2 separate regions of the Zea mays genome follow, and region 2 is linked to region 1. Evidence: chromatin contacts called from public Hi-C data. All regions are on one chromosome and are shown on one strand. The core of a region is the stretch at or near the end of the contact, and the rest is flanking DNA. Distances in the headings are between cores, read along the strand shown.

Region 1 (6,077 bases), core at 1,247-3,746:
AAATTGACTTAGACTTAGCTAGTGCTTTTGCCAAACCAAACCTCTCATCCGAATAGCTTCATGGTCTAGAGGTAGAGGAGTAGACTCATCACATCGAGTAAGTCTAGCTGAGTATTAGTATACTCAGCCTTGCTTGCGGCACTAAAATTTTTAGGTATCTTACAAAATATGGTTGATGGTGTGATTTGGCCTTCCACCCTACCATTAGGTTGGATGGTCGAGTGGGATGTTGCCTCTACGGGAGAGGATCATGATGAGTGACTTGGCTAGGCGTCGTCATGTTACTTAGTATCTTCGTTAGTTTATTTCCGCTGCACTAAGAAATATGGTTTACTATTTTAAAACTCCCATGCTGTAATAACACTTAAGTACTTCTTTAAATTTGTGGTATTATGCTTTAATGTATTTCTCTCTGCCTCACCTTCGAGTGAGCAATTGGTATTTCGATGTGGTGAAAGTGGTTTTATCGGACTAGATCCAACAGAGTGACAGTTTATTCCGAAGTGTGTTATTGCCTCCAAGGCGAGACTTAGGCATTTAAGCTGGAATAATCTGGCCAGTTCCGCCACAGCTGGTATCAGGGCAAATTACCATTTCGGAGAAGTCAATAACACATAATTACCAATCTTTTCAAAAATAAAATTTGCTTAGAAACCAAATGTTGGTTAGATTGTCGGGACGATAAAGATAGACCTAGGACGTGAAGCCTTAAAAGTATAGGTTGGTAGCTAGGTGGCTATTTAAGTATGCCACACATGCTATTACTATAATAGGCGGGATACTTTAATAGCATCTCTATATTTGATGAGAGGACGCCTAGGCCATCATACATGCATCATAAAAATAGTATCATAAAAACTTGCAAAAAAAGAAAGTCACCTTACTCCGTATTAAGGATGGATCCGGATATTTATTCGGATGCTATTTTTTTTGTCTTCTTTCTTCGATTGTGAACAACTAACATATATAATTTGCTATGTAAATTTATATTCTTGTTTTTAACATTGAGATTATTAATCTTCACAAAAAATAAACATTAAATTCATTCTATATCTTTTTAAATAATTCATATAAAATTCGGATGTCTATCCGAATACGGATTCGGATGTTTTTTTACCTTTTTTGTTGTAAGGAGAAAATAATGTACATAAAAAATATAAAAAAATTTATTTAAATACTTTATAATATTCTTAATAACATTGCCGAAAATTAACTTTAAATTCTATGTATATCTATGCTAAAATATTAGATTTGTGATACAATTCGGATGTGTTAGGAACATCTCTACTCCGTATAAAACTTGTCTAGACCATGGTCAGGAACATAGGATACATAATTAAGGAAGGTCTTAATTAAGTTGGGAAAAGTTAAAACCTTAGAATATTTTCTAGCCTTATACCTCTTAACATCTTTTTCTTCCAGTTTTTCCGAAACACTTGTTTAAGTATAAGTATGTCCACCGTAACCAAGACCACTTAAACCACATTGCTTAACAAGGGCACAAAACTTATTAATACAAAATAAGCAAGAGTTCCATCCCTACTTTTCATTTAGATGCATAATAATGTTAAGACCCTCTATACACAATGTCTGTTTGGTTGAAAACCTTGCATGTTAAATAATATTGCCTAGAATTTACCTAGAAATTAAATCCAATCAATTTGATTAGAGGTATGTACCGAAGAAAAACCTAAACTCTAAGCTCTACCAAATGAGCCCTAAGGGTTCGTTTGATACAACTCCGCTTTATGATTCTCTAGCTCCAGTAGTTGGTTATTCGATAGAGTGATTCTGAATGATTCTCTACGAGAAGTGAATTTATCCGACGAAAAAAATGTTTGGCAAATAGTGTGTGAAGTGATTCCTAAGGGGTGGAGAGTGGAGCACGTTGGGAGCGGCAGAAGTAGATTTTTTTAGATGGATGGGAGTAATTATCGCTGAGAGTGGAGCTGTTAGAGCTCTACCAAACACACCTAACATATCTATCGACGGTTCATATGAGGCAAAGACCTATGGAGAGGGGCTATGGAGAGGGGCTACATGCATGAATCATGATGTGTTTAGATCTAGTCACTAAATTTTAACTCCGTCACATATATTTCAATACTAATTAGAAGTAATAAATATAGTCTAATTATAAAACTAGTTACACATAAATGAATAAACAACAAAACACACTTATTATAATCAATTAGTTCATAATTCACCCATGTGATGGTATGATAAACATTTGCTAATAATGAATTAATTAGACTTGATAAATTCGTGTTACTGTCGTTTAGTCTGTGTAATTAAAATTTTTAAATAATATTATATTTAATAATTTGTATTCAAAACCCAATGTGACAAACTTGTCACGGAAACTGAACACCCCTACATCTCCTACAGTAAAATGATTATTAATTGAGTTGTAGTAATCTTAAAATGATCATTAACTGAGTTGCAGTAATAAGTTTCTGATATGAAAATCAGGCATTCAGGCGCGCAGTTGCAGAGTTGCTGCATGGTTGAACACGTGAGAAGGCCCCTCATGGCTCCGATGATGACCTGTAATGGACATCAAAAGACTGTTTAGCTTGGGTGCCTACTGCCTACAAGTAAAACGAGGCGAACCTGCAAAACCCGTAGCTGACGCATAGGGAGGGGAGGAACATTAGCCTGGACCCTGGAAAGAGCAAGCAAGTCGGCGACGGGCAACCCGTTTCGGCGGCGGCGCTAGGGCGCGGACCCCCAGCAAGTAGCCACCGCAGGCAAGCTCCTCCTCCCGCCCGCCCATTGGAATGCGGAGAGATCCACCCGGGAGTGGGTGGATTGGTTTCTTCCTCTGTTGGTAAGTGATTCCTGGCCGGGCTTTGCTTGGACGGATTCCGTCCTAGGAGCTTTTGTTTCTTTGTCGCCAGGCGAACTGAATCTTGCTTCTTCCCCACACGTTGTGCTGTGGATAAGCCTGCTGCTTGGTGTCTATCCGTTCAGGACCTGGTGAGGTTCTTCTTCCTCTCCTCCGGTGCGCAAGAATGAAATTAGGTTCCACAATGGCACATTGGTGTCTCATTCGTCCCCAATCTGAAGTTCATTTTCTAACAATTTTTCCGGGTTCAGTTTTTTTACTCAATTCTCGAGGGTTTATAGTCAGAAATCTTAGGGGACGTTATTGGCGTTTGAGTTTTGCTATTGCGGTAGATTAATATTGGATCCTAGAGTGTGGTTGAGTGAAGTGTGTAATTCTTTCTTTTTCCCTTTTTAAGGGTTTCTTGAATTGTGAGGTTAGTAGTTCATTTAGATCATCTCACTGTTTGATCCACCAGATGCGGCTAATGGTGTTTGTGTATTGCGAAATGATGAGCTTGAATGTGAGCTTTTCCAGTGGTGTGGTGTTGGTCTGGTTTGTTTTCCCGACACATTTTTTGGAGACATGCCTCTGGGTTGCTGTTTTCTCTTGATGGGGTGGAACTTTTCGTCCAGAATGTGATGAATTGGGCTTTGGAGTGCAACAATTATACGATACACTTCAAGTTTTGAGGGTCCTTTCGGGGGCCTTTTTTTATGTTCATCCTGTCTGTTTGCTTTCTAGGAAGGTAGTACCTATGTCAGCATGAGGTATTGGGTAATTTTGTGTGGTGGTGAGATCGCTTGGTTACTTTGGGCAATGCATGGTTCACAACTTAAGAGTTCTTTTATTACTTTCCATTTCTTGCCCTCTGTTCGCTGTGTCAGCAACTCTCTTCGTATATTTGACAAGGATATGTGTCGAATGCCTTTTGAATTTTGGAGCATTTTATGTTTGTGTTCTTTAATCTTTACTAACAAAAGCCTATTTGCAGATACTTCAAATGGACTATTATGGACTCAGCTTGGTATCTGAAAAAGAACCAGCATAGCTACACTCCCTTTGCAAGACTAATAGACTCTAAAGATGCCTCCCTCACCATCACCTAGGAGATCTCTGAAAGAAGTTTGCCACGCAAGGGGGCATAGTTTTGTCAGTATTCTGCCTGCTAAATCGAAGGATGATGAACTCACGTTGTTCAAGGATATGCAGAAATATGAGAGGGATAACTTCTTACTGGAAGCAACAGAGGATTTTGATGAATCCATCTGTAAGGCTCATAAATATTATCGCTGTAATCTGTCCCCGTTCTTGTAACATTGTACTTCCTAGTGTGAACTTTGTGATTTAACTCATATTTTTCTCTCGAACACTTAACTGATATGTACTGTCTGTTCTTTATTTCTGGGCCTTTTTATCAGCAAAGTTGAGATATTTTCGAGATTCAAAGATTGGTGTCAACATTGCTGCACGCGGAGAAAATCGTGATTTACTTAATACTGATGGTGAAAGAAATGACTATGATTGGTATGCACACTTAATAGTACATGTTTCTTTGTTTTGCTCCATGCTTAATAGGCACATTACTTCCTTTTAGTTTCAACACATAAAATATCTTTTAGAAGTTTAAGATATAAATGATAAGTGACTATAGTTTGTGGAGCAATGTGAGGGATGTCATATCTATTGCTTATGTTTAGTACAAATTGACTCTCTAATACGATTTTCAGTAGTTAAGTAGCGACTTACAAATTGTTCATTATGTGGTGTTGCTTACTAGCGTAGGTAGTTGATCAGATGTGATAGATCCTCATTGTTAGACTCCTGACATTGGATGCATACTGCTCTTAAAATCAAGCGAGCAAAATACAAGATCTGAGAGTTGTTGAGGTGAGTGAGAGGTGCAAAGCTGGGGGGTCATGGCCGTCGCCATCAGCCTAGAGCTGCGGCACCTAAAGTGGAGCACCTCTTACTGTAGGGGAGAGACAGGGAGTGTTCCTTGCCTCCATTGTTGATTCCTGCCCATTGTTTAGAGAGTGAGTTGCCTAACAATGATGTATGAATGCATAGAATAAAATCATACAATAATCTTAGGCACTCCTTATTTGATGTGCAATAAACTAGCCACACATCAGTTTAGTCTGTGCCACCCCAACATTTAGAGAGGGAAGGGAGGGAAGATTTTGATATGGAGAATTTGCTAGCAAATTGAGGGATTGAAACTGCAAATTAATAGTATACTTGGCCAGTAGGGGAAAAACTGCCCCCACGGTATTATATTAAGAAGCTCAAGCAGAGCCCTGACCGAGAAAGGTCACGAAAGCTGGTCCCCCGTGCAACATGAGGGTCCGCCCCTATAGGCTAGATCTTTACTTGTGCTTTGAGCCCTCACAGCCCCTACACGAGGATCCGCCCCTCATAGGTCAGTCCATCTCGTGTGCACACAACTAGGGGAACCAACGAGTGACATTTTTTAACCTCAGCTTGAAATTCGCTCGCAGCGAGATTCGAACTCAGGACCTAAGGTGTCAGGGCCTAAGGAGGGCCCATGGCTGCTGCTGGCCTCTGCCCACTACCGAGCAAGAGGAGGGTTTCTCCCTTCTAATTCTTGCTTACTTTATTTCTCATCCATTGATTACATAAATAGGCCAGCTGACTGCCCCTATCTAGCTAGAGATCCTTATCTCCTTAAAACTCTCCTAAAAACTCTCAACAAACTACTAACTGATAACCTTCCTAGATAATCTCAACTAATCTAAACTAATCTTCTAATCTTATCTCTAACTATCCTTATCGAATCCCCCTTTGAGGGCCCATGGCTGCTGCTGGCGCAGCCCCTCCGTGGGCCTCCTTAGGCCCTGACATAAGGAGTGCTACTTAGACCACCTAACCAACTCGGCTAGAGGCCTTTTCGCGCAAATTAATAGTTTAGGGAGCGTGTCCGGTTCCCAGGCTAGTTTTGCCTAGCCTTGCCTGCGCGATCGAGCTCTCCTTGCTAGTTGGGTGAGCTAAAATCACTCTCCTGCCATAGCAAGCAAAAAGCTTGCCAGCGTAGACCTTGAGGATGGCTCACCTAGAATCCAAACATCTTCCTTTGTCACCTAGCTAAATAAGGTGTCCATTCATCCAAGAACCAAACGTGCCCCTAGATGATATCCACAAACCATTTTAAGGACCGATAGTGTATTTCACTCTTATTATTCCTAACTAAGTATTGTCTCTATAAGGTTGGTGTGCCCATTCATCCAAG
Region 2 (6,077 bases), core at 2,008-4,507, 460 kb before region 1:
CATGTAACCCCAACTGGGATGAGATAAGGAGGGAGCTCCTCCCTGAGCAGACACCACAGGATCGTCCAGATCTTGTAGTGCGTGTCTTTCATGCAAAACTACAGGAGTTAAAGCATAGGCTGACTAAACATGATATTCTTGGTAAGGTTTGTGCCTACGTCTATGTCGTGGAGTTTCAGAAGCGAGGTTTGCCACATGCCCATTTTCTACTCATCATGTAGAGGAAGTACAAGCTAACGTGCCCTGAGCAGTACGACCTTTTGATCTCAGCTGAGATCCCATCCAACAAGTATCCTCAACTGCGAAAGATGGTTATCAAGCATATAATGCATGGTCCGTGTAGTTCGCTAAACCCTAACTGCCCATGCACTAAGGGTCGTGCATCATGCAAGAATCAATACCCCCGACCTTACAGTGAAGCAACCTTGCAAGGGAAGGATTCGTACCCTATTTATAGACGTTGTGATGATGGGTGTAAGGAAAAGGTTCGAGGGTGTGAATTGGACAATAGATAGGTTGTCCCTTACAACCCTTACCTCCTTCGCCTCTTCAACTGTCACATCAATGTTGAGGCGTGTGGGAGCATCAAAGCTGTTAAATACTTGTTCAAGTACATATACAAAGGACATGATCATGCGTCTGTTGTTATGAGAGATGCAGACAAGGCAAAAAATGATGTAGATGAGATCAAGCAGTATAGAGATGCAAGGTGGGTGACTCCTCTAGAAGCCTTATGGAGGATATATGGATTTGAGCTAAGTCAGATCTCTCCACTTGTGATGCAGCTGCAACTCCATCTTCCAAACATGCACATGGTGACATTTCATGAGCGGCAAATGGTCGAGCGAGTGCTCAACCGTAATGGTGCTGATAGGTCAATGCTCACAACATATTTTGAGGAGAATAGGCTGCACGAGGAGGCTCGGAACATCTTATACCGTGACTTCCCTGAGTGGTACACTAGGCAGCAGGGCAATGTGTGGCAAAGGAGGAAACGAAATACGGGTGGAAAGGTTGGTAGAATAGTCTCTGCTCTACCAGCTGAGGCCATGTTCGGTTCTACCCCAATCCATATGGATTGAGGGGGATTGAGGGGGATTCAATCCCTAGTAAGTCAAAATCCCCTTCAATCCATATCAATCCCCTCCAATCCATATGGATTGAAAATAACCGAACAAGCCCTGAGGGGGAGCGCTTCTATCTTTAGCTTCTCCTAAACCATATGACTAGTGCTACCTCCTTTGCAGATTTAAGGACAGTAGATGGTGACATACTACCATCTTTTCGTGAGGCAGCACAAAGAAGGGGACTACTTGAAGCAAACGACACAATAGATGAGTGTCTCAACAAAGCTTCTCTTTACCAAATGCCATCAGCGCTACGAAGGTTGTTTGCAACAATTCTGGTTTACTGCGAGCCGAACAATGTGGCAGAATTATGGCAGAGACACCTTGACGCAATGTCAGAGGACTATCACCATAGTACTCAAAGCAAAACCCATGTGCAACAGATGGTCTTGATTTACATTAGAAATATGTTGCAGTCAATGGGGAAAGACATAAAGACATTCCCCTCCCTGCTATCATCGATAGATATGACAATTTACATGGTACTTGTCGGGGACCGTAATTAGGGGTACCCCCATGTAAGGCCCAAAATTTGTATAAAAAAATAAAACAAAGAAATAAGAATATCTATGATAGAGATTTTAGAATTTTTGAAGCCTTTGGAATTTAGTAGGCAAGTCCTGATCATAATCAATTAAAAATATTAAATTAACCACATGAAAGAGTGGGCATCTCATACATATGAATTGGTGGTAATACATTTTATTACCATAAGGAATCCTAAGTTAAACTTGACCTCAAATTACAAATGAAAATATAAAATAGACAATGAGAAAGAAAACAATTTATGAAACCATATATTCCTCCCACAAATAAATAACAAGGAAAATAACAAATAATAAAATTGAACATAGTAGAGGTTATATTCTCAGTAGTATTAATTTCGACACGTGGGAAATTTGAAATTTGAATTGGGAGTTTTGAATTTAAATTGAATCTGAAACGAGAACCTTGAAATAGAAGAGAAAAATAAAAAGGAAAACACACTCTCGGACCCGAACCTCCCTTTGGCCCAGCTACCTCCGCGGCCCATTTACTATTTTTTTTTCTTTTTTCTTCTTCCTCCTTACCCCACGCTGGCTTGTCTGCTCACGTTTCCTCTGCTGGCCGCCTGGACATCGGAGGGAGGCACGGACGGACGGAGGGACTCCGCACCGCAGGCAGCTAGCGCTCGAAGGATGGATATGGATCCACAGGCACAGCTCCCGCGCTCGCTCAACACGGTGCCGCCCCGCAAACACGTCTCGCCTGGTCACCGAACAGCTGGCCCGCTCGGTCTGCAGTCACCTTCGTCTGTTCTTCGCAATGGCGGCTCGCGCACGCGGCGAAGCCCCGTATCGAATCCCGTGAATTCCGCTGCGACCGTTGCGACAGGGCAACAACCCCGCGGACTCCGCCTCGTCTGATGGACTTCTCCCCCGTGCAGCTCACCATGGTCGTTGGGGGATCTCCATACCCGCCGCGCAGAATTCGCCGAGGAATTCGGCCATACCGTTGCCTCGGCCATTGCTGTATATATAGAACCCTTGGGCCGTCTCGACCGATTGACTCGTTCCCTAGCACCACCCATAAGCCATCGGAGAGGAGAGTCTGGTGGACGGATTGCGGGGCGCGGTGGGCGGAAGTCTGACGCCAGTGGAAAGCACCGCCGTTTGAGGGTCGTCGTCGGTCGGGGAGCTTCGCTTCGGCTCGGTGATAGCTTCCGCGGCATCGACGTCGGGTTAGGTGCGTCCGGTGCCAACGAATTTTACACCGGATCACCGTCGTCCGCCCGTGAACCTGGGAGCTCGGCGTTGGGATTTCGTGCCTCTATAAATCACGGTATGGCCCCACCCTTTGCTCCATAATTGTTTCGGTTTCAATTAGGGCCGAATGCGTTTAGGAATTGTACCTTGGTCGTCGGGGCGTGAGTTCCGGTCATGGCGCTCCGCCGCGTCCGGGGTACAGTAGCTGTCGTGCGATGATTCAGGTGGGGAGGATGAGCTCCTGCCGTTCGATCCACATCATGCGGCTGCAGATTGATTAGAAGACAACCAGTAATCGCTGATGCGAGATCGAGCGGTAGAGAGAAGAAGCGCCGGTTGTCGTTGGATGAGAAGTGAACGGAGCCGATTAGAAGTTCAAATGCATTGGCGGTCTTTGGATCTGACCGTCGAATTGCGGATCGATGGTCTGAATTAGATTGGCGCATACCCCCTTGGCCACGGCTAAATTATAAAAGAACCCCTGCATTTTTCTTAAGTCAACCCGCAGTCCACATCCAGTGAAGAAACATCACGATTAAGTCCTAAAATTTATAGATTAGACCCTGATCTTCTGAAGAATAGTGTCCCCAGTCCAGTCAGCAAATAAAAGGGAATAAATCAATATAGGAAATAGGTTTTTGGTATTAAATTAATGTTAGAAACTTGTTTAATTCATATTAAATTCATTTTAACTTCTTTTTGGTATATTCCAGTTGCAATAATTTTGTGCTAATATTGTCTATCAACTAGGAACACTGTTTAGCCATGAAACATGAATTAAAATTGTTCATCTGAATTAATATATACCATGTACTTAATAACTCCAGAAATTCATAACTCAATAACTGTAACTCAGTTTTGACCCATTCTAGTTGCATTAGTCTCACAATAATATTTATTATCATCTTATAACTTTGTTTAGTCATGAAATATAGATTAAAATGTTGCACTTAGTCTATGTTATATTTAACCACGTTGATCTTCGGAAAACCATAACTTCATAACTGTAGCTCCGAATTTAGTGGTTCTTATTTCTATGATCTTGTTACGCAGCGTAAATTATTATTATGTGGTTTATTATTATGTTTGGTGTGATGTTAATTTTGCCTATACCATGCTTGTTTGTATTGCTACGACTAGCGCGAGGTTACGAGTCACCTGAAGATCATCCTGGTACCTGGAATCTCAAGTCCCAGGCAAGTTGTGCCCTTGATCACTTCTTTTACCCACTCATGTTCTAATTAATCATAATGATCTGCATAAGTTAATTTTGAAGGGACCTAATAGGTTCCCTAGTTTGTCTATCTTTATGCCTTGTTTACCACTGAACTTTTTGGGTAGTACTTGCTAGTGCTATATGTGGTTTTGGGCATTGAGATACACATTATTCATGATTATACTTTTGTTATCTGTTGTTATTTACTGTTCATGTCAAGATCATTAATGTTAATTGGAACATAGAGCTTAACTTGAGAAACACGTGCCACCACAAGGGTTTATGGACGCCCTTGGCTGATTAATTAGGAAAGCTAGTGGAGGATTACCTTACCCGAAAGGGGCAAGGGCAGTAGGGGAGTGGTCAGTGTAGGGAGGTCCTTGGTTGATTTTGCTGCGATGGCGGTCAGGCAAGAACCCTGCATTGGAGCTTCCTATAAACTGTAGCGGGTTTTCTGAAGCTAGTGGAACTTTGTAAAGGCCTCGTAGTGTTACCCTGCCTCGCCTCCTCGGTAGAGGTGTATGGGAAGTCGCGATCCCTTGGCAGATGGGTAACATGACTTGTGGGTAAAGGGTACCACCTCTGTAGAGTGTAAAACTGGTATACTAGCCGAGCTCACGGTCATGAGCAGCTCAGGACTCTCTGATGATTAAATTATGGAACTTAAATTCAATTTGTCATATGCATTGCATTGCGGGTGATGTTGTTACTTTGTTCTACTAATTAATTGGGTCGGTATTTACTTATACTTAGTAACTGCTAATAAAATTTTATCCAACTTTAAAAGCAATGCTCAGCTCTAACCATCCTCTTTGGTAAGCCTTACACTTCACGTGAGCTCCCACCTTTGGCGAGTTCATGCACATTATTCCCCACAACTTGTTGAGCGATGAACGTATGTGAGCTCACTCTTGCTGTCTCACACCCCCCACAGGTCAAGAATAGGTACCGCAGGATGAGGCGCATGGAGGATGCTGCGATGAGTTCGTGAGAGATCTAGGCCGTCGTCTCCCAGTCAACTTTGAGTTGCTAGACCGTTGTCTCCTTATAATGTAAATATTTATTTTGTATAGAACTCCTGTTATATAGTAAAATGTGACATTCGATCCTGTGCCATGATTCATCATATGTGTGAGACTTGGTCTCAGCACACCTGGTGATTATGTTCGCGCCCGGGTCTTGGTGCCCTAAAACCCGGGTGTGACACCCCAATGCTCCTTAACCTGGCCGGAAAACATCTTCAGAACAAACCGCAAAGACTGATAAGCACGGTTCAAGTCGGGAACAGTAGTACCGGACGGATTAACGCCTCGCCTGAGGGCCTCCTCAGGCAGTGGGCGCACCCTCGCTCGCCCGAAGCCAAGTGCGGGCAAACTTTGTCGTGTAGCGACCTCGCCCAAATCGCCTCACCAACCGACCGTATCGCATGCGCATTTAATGCGGGGATCGCCTGACACCTTATCCTGACACGCGCGCCTCAGTCGGCAAGGTCGAAGTGACCGCAGTCACTTCGCCCCTTTACTGATCGTTCTGACAGGAAAACAACACTATTCACCCTGTTCCGACTACTGTGCCAACCACCAGGGTAAAACTAAGTCACGATCTCCCCCGAGTTCAGCCTCGAGCGCAACAGGGAGCTCTGCCTCGCCCGACCTCAGGCCTCGGCCTCAGCCTCGGCCTCGGGAGAAGGTCTCCGCCTCGCCCGACCCCAGGCCTCGACCTCAGCCTCGGCCTCGGGAGGAGTCACATCCTCGCCCGACCTCGGCCTCGGCCTCAGGAGAAGTCTCCGCCTCGCCCGACCTCAGGCTCGGACCGAACACGCCACAGGGGATACATCATTACCCTACCCCTAGCTAGCTGCCTCAGGCTACGAAGGAACAAGACCGGTGTCCCATCTAGATTACTTCGGTAATAGGTAATGATGGTTCCCCGCGTGCGTCCATGACGTCGGCAAAGAAACATCAGCAGGGTCCATGCCGCACCGCCAGC

The links. A called contact is a pair of places that touch in the nucleus more often than the background predicts.
Region 2: a Hi-C map of ear shows a contact between it and region 1, with 2.2 times the contacts expected there. The contact joins the enhancer-like site here to the promoter of LOC103650437 in region 1. A contact is called at or near these places in 2 of 25 Hi-C or Micro-C datasets (ear and tassel).

Annotation. Positions count from the first base shown.
Region 1 is chr3:100,261,389-100,267,465 of Zm-B73-REFERENCE-NAM-5.0, reverse strand. It overlaps LOC103650437, which reads left to right and starts at 2,496. Exons shown (of 8, transcript XM_008676007.4): 1 at 2,496-2,830; 2 at 2,974-2,979; 3 at 3,822-4,097; 4 at 4,249-4,354. The coding sequence starts at 3,914.
Region 2 is chr3:100,726,456-100,732,532 of Zm-B73-REFERENCE-NAM-5.0, reverse strand. No RefSeq gene overlaps it. Among protein-coding and RNA genes, the nearest start is that of LOC100193217, 30 kb to the left of the region's middle. Within about 2 kb of position 3,257, at least 19 of the 20 cell types and tissues checked have an H3K27ac peak or open chromatin away from gene starts, as enhancers often do. A contact at or near this core is called in ear and tassel, where this site is marked.